Linked DNA regions of Sus scrofa: region 2 is linked to region 1. Evidence: chromatin contacts called from public targeted proximity ligation data. All regions are on one chromosome and are shown on one strand. The core of a region is the stretch at or near the end of the contact, and the rest is flanking DNA. Distances in the headings are between cores, read along the strand shown. Region 1 overlaps LOC106510109 (a long non-coding RNA gene). Region 2 overlaps LOC106510109 (a long non-coding RNA gene).

Region 1 (2,534 bases), core at 12-2,511:
TGGTTGGGTGACCCAGACACTCATCCCTGAAGAGATCAAGGCCCTGATCACCACACCTCTCTCTGGGCATGACTGTTGACCTTTTCCATTTATCTCATATGGGGCAGAGGAGTGCCAGGAGATGCCCCATTAGAACAAGTGGATGCCAGACATATTCTTTGCTACCCCTTTATATAACAAGAGCATGGCTTCCTCCTGATTACCAGGGTCAGTGACTCCTTCCAGGGTCATGACGTCTTTCCTTGCCTGCTCATCCCTTGGTACAAGGAGCCAGAAGAGACCAGATGGCAATGACAGCTTAAAGTATAATAGGCACTTATTGTATATTCTGATGAAAGCATTCTCCTTCTGGAAAACAGCACCGTTAGGCCCACAGAGTCTGCAGCTGTCACCAATCCCACAGTTGAGTCACTGGGAGGGACAGTAAGCAGGACCACTCCTACTTTCACTTTGGGTTCCTGGATCCATAAATGCTATCTTTTGGGGTCACAGTGTCCTACAGTGATTGTGTATTTAGAGTGTACACCACATGGACTTCCTTGAGCCCTGCCACCATGGGACTACTACCTGTTGCTCAAACACTAAGGTGGCTGATGACAGAGGCTGGCTGATGTCAAGTGGCCGAGTCATTTCATCTACTTAGTTATTTAGTGCCTCTCCCACCATGACTGCTCCCCAGTGGTATTAATAGGCAATGCAAAGATCCTTGCTCTTTATGCTCACTGCTGGAAGCCCATTACACACCTCTTCCCCAGCCTCCCATGCCCTCAATCTTCCAGTCTTTTCTCTCCAGTCCCCTGACCAAGAGCAAAACGATTCACTATTCCTCAAGAGTCTTATTATTACTTTGGTCCACTTCTATTTCCACACAGAATGGATGACTAGGACCTCCACTGCAACTGCCTATTAAGAGGATTTCCTCTCATCTGTCTTTATGGACTACTGGCAAGTGGGGCTGTAGTTCACAGCCGTCCACTTTCAGCCTTCACCCCCATATAAAGCCAACACATCTGTGATGCAAACATGAGCGTTTCTCCTCCAAATGTAGTTGATAACGGAGGCTCCATTGCAGCCATAGGCATAGGGGTCAGCTGATGGAGAGGCAATGGCAGTGGTGATATGGGGGTCTGAAGCATTTGCTCATGCAGCTTCTTTGTGATCTCTAACCCTGCCTTGCTTGATTCTGTATGAACCACTTGCATTCTACAGAGCTATCTGAAAGAACAGCTGCAAGCAATTCCAGAAGGATTCAGCTATGAGTCACCAGCAGCCAACATTCTGGCAGCTGGGGGGATAAGTACCTTGACACTAAAAGGGGTATCTGAACAGTATGCTGCAGAATCCACTCTAGCATCAAATTAAATCTTCATAGTAAACCTGCGAAGAAGCCAGAAAGGATATTAGAACTGCCATCATGCAGATGAAGAATCTGAAGTATCTCAAGATTAAGCAGCTTTGGTTGATAGCAAACCAACTTAGCATTACAACAGTCCTGGAAGCAGCACTGTCCCATAGAAATGTAATATGAGCCACATACATAATTTTAAATTTTCTAGTAGCAAACATTAAAAGTTGTCAAAAGAAACAGGTGGAAGTAATTTTAGTAATACATTGTATTTAAGCCAAGAGTTCCAGAATATTATCTTTTCAACATGTAATAACCATTAAAAATGAATGAGGCATTTTACATTCTTTTTATCATACTGAGCCTTGGAAATCTGACATGTGTTGCACATTTATAACACTTCCTAATTTGAACTAGCCACATTTCAAGTGTTCAGAGGCCAAATGTGGCAACTGAATCAGTAGCCATAGCTCTAGACTCTCCATAATTCTTTCTCATCTTCCCTGAGATGTTCCTTTTGAACTGGCAGGACCTAAAGCCTTGAAGGGACACGCTTGGGGCAGTAACCCTGCCTTTGGCAGAAATCAAGGTCCTTGCCATTTACGAAGCTCCCAGAACCCCCACTCCTTTGGCACAACAGTTAGCTTTGCAGGTGTTGCTACCACTTACTGGCAAGGTTCAATTTGAAAAAGAAAAGAAAAAAAGCAGTGGTAGACAAATGTTTAACTCCATCTCTGTGTGTACCCTGTAATTTAATGCTAAATCCAGCTCAATTTGGTTTCTGTGGCAACAGAGAGAATCAGCTCTCCACAGCTCATATGTCAGATTTCTAAATGCAGGGTGCCTACAGCAGACTCGGCATTCCAATTGCCTGAGTTTTGATTCTGAGATTGATCCGCGGATACAAAAATTCAGTATGGAAGCTTCTCTTAGAGTTTTTATTCAACATAGAAAATGTAGAAAAGGAAGGATTAGGGAGCTTTCAGTCCCAGAAATCTTTAGAAATGGGTAAGTTCTTCATTTGGTTTGAGACTTGGGAGAGGGACTTCGTGGAGACAAAAGGAGGCCTTAGACCTAATGTAATCTTTGCCAACCCATGAAGCCTTAGTGGACGTGCATGTTCTGCACAGATGGACCCCTGGGGGCAGTCATGAGCCCTCAAAAGTAAATTTGCTTTCTTCTTTCTTCT
Region 2 (2,534 bases), core at 17-2,516, 78 kb after region 1:
TCCGCCCCATTCACACAACAGAAGCCAGTGAACCATATCACTGAGAATTATGACTAAAGCACCCTGGACCCCTTGCCCTCATGACCCACCAGAGCCAACCTGGTTGCACCTGTTTTCAAGCCTGCTTCTCCAGCTTTCCAAGTAGCTGTAAGCCCCAGAGTCTGCTTCTGTTATTTATATACAAAGGTACCGTACCTGGCACCAAACTCAGTTAATGTCCTTTGTCCCTTTATTATTTGTCCCTTTATTAGGTCACTTCCCCACTCAGAAGCTACAGAGTACCCTCAACAGAGGGTACCCCAGCTCCAAATCAAGGGCCACCAGCCTCTCCCTCAATATCTCTGATGCCTGAATTCATTACCTTCCAATCAGCTTTTCTTATCTTGAAGACCTTTGTTCTAGGACAAGTTCCCACTCACTACAAAATACCATCTGGCTGCTTGAAACTTTCACCTATTAAACCCTCTTTTTGTAGGACTGAAACAAAACAGAGTTCCTGCCTTTATAGAGGTTTGCATTCTAGTATGGTAATAATAATAATAATAATAATAAAACAAGAACAGAAAACAGTTATTGAGTATGAGTACAAAGGCAGGCGTGCTTCTAAGCACTTTGCAGGAAGATGTTCATTTAATGCTTACAACTGCCCTGGGAAGCAGGTACAATTATTATTCCCCATTTTATAGATGAGATGGAGTTCTGAAAGGTTAACAAACAGGTTAGATGCTCAGAAAGAAACAAGACCGGGATCTGAACCAGGCAGTCAGACTCTACCACCTAGCATCCCACACCAAATCTGACTGCCTCTCAAAAACTGCCCAGAAACAAGCAATCATTGGTATTCAATTGCTAACAGTGCTGTGAAGAAAAACACAGTAGGGAGAGGAGTATGGAAAAAAAGATAATGGGCTGATTTTTTTGCCAGGTGCTCAGGGAAGACTTGTTAGAATGATTTCTGGGAACCGAGGGGGTGAAGCCTATAAGAACAGGCTTAGAGAACTACTTCTGGCGTGTGATGCCACCTAAAACCAGTCAGTCCCACTTGTACATAAAATCTTGTTCAAGATTTAAAAGTATGTCTCCCTTTACACTTCCTCACTCTTTCTTAAAATACCCCTATTTTGTGGGCTTTTTTGTTTTTTTTTTGTTTTTTTTTTTTCTCTCAAGCCTCCTAATCCTTCTGGGGGCTCTGAGTCTCTTCCTCAGATGGCAAGTCCACAGCGAACCCCAGGCCGGGAAGCATGGGCCAGAGTCCAGAGGCCAATGTCTTCACGCTTATCTAAGCCTGCATGTCTCTGAATTCCCATTACTTCTTCAGCTGCTGTATCTCATTACCCCCGGATCTTTTCCCAGAACAGTTCTTGTTCTATATTTGAACAACTGCTTTTTTTAAAATCTATGAAGTTTTTAACTGCATCATGTTAGTTTCAGCTTCAGCCTAATTCCAGGCCACTAAAATTATTTTCAAATCTCTGCCCTGCCATCACCAGGTTGCTTTGAGCTTTGTCTCATCTGCCAGATTACAAAATGTTTCTTTCCTCAAATGAGTCATGCTCTTGAACAGGACAAAGACAAGGTCAAGGATAAAGTCCTCTGCCTCAGCCAGAGATGGTCCCACAGGCTTGAAGAGGGGTACTATTTGTTCCAACAGGTCTGGGTACATCTAACGATAGTGTCCAATCAAAAGTATACACTCTTCTCCACCGAGATAAGACAGAACACTCTTCCCCAAATGCCAGCAGAAACAGCAATACACTGTATCCACAGCCTTCCCTGAGCTTGCAAATTATCTGCCCTGTTTTGAAAAGTAGAATGATGTTCATTTCTTATATTTTTCTTCCTGTAGGAAGTGATCACTGCCTCCATTTCAAAATACAGGCATACCTCACAGATACTGAAGGTTTGGTAAAAAATGAATACTGCAATAAAATGAATATTGCAATAAGCCTAGGCACACAATTTTTTTGGTTTCTCCCTGCATGTAAAAAATTATGTTTACACTATACTAAAATTTATTAAGTGTGCATTAGCACTATGTTTAAAAAAAGCAAGATACATACCCAACCTACTATATAGCACAGGGAACTAAACTCAGTATCTTGTAAGAACCTATAATGGGAAAGAATCTGAAGAATACTAGATATATATGTATCACCGAATCGCTTTGCTTAAACTTGTACAATTGAAACTAACACAACTAAATTAACTATACTTCAATTTAAAAAAATAAAATTTAAAAAATAACTAATAATGCACATACCTTAATTTTAAAAGTTTATTGCAAAAAAAAAAAAAACTAACCATCATCTGACAACACAGAGTTGCCACAAACCTTCTATTTGTAAAAACTGCAATATTCGCAAAGCACAATAAAGTCAAGCACAATAAACTGAGTTATGCCTATATTCAGAATCTCTTTAAGAAGTGGGGTTTTTTAATATGCTCTGTGCCCATAGCTTGCTTATCTGCCTGAAGCTCTCTGTGATGTCTCATTGTTATCTGCAAAAGCTCTGAATTCTTATCGACGTATCTCT

What was found.
Region 2: a targeted proximity ligation map of skeletal muscle shows a contact between it and region 1, with 3 times the contacts expected there. A contact is called at or near these places in 14 of 47 Hi-C or Micro-C datasets (alveolar macrophages, brain, embryonic fibroblasts and 8 more) and 1 of 2 datasets of targeted methods (skeletal muscle).

Annotation. Positions count from the first base shown.
Region 1 is chr4:82,554,125-82,556,658 of Sscrofa11.1, forward strand. All of the region lies in intron 4 of LOC106510109 (a long non-coding RNA gene), which reads right to left. Among named protein-coding and RNA genes, the nearest start is that of XCL1, 120 kb to the left of the region's middle.
Region 2 is chr4:82,631,650-82,634,183 of Sscrofa11.1, forward strand. The region is part of intron 1 of LOC106510109 (a long non-coding RNA gene); the gene reads right to left. Among named protein-coding and RNA genes, the nearest start is that of TBX19, 66 kb to the right of the region's middle.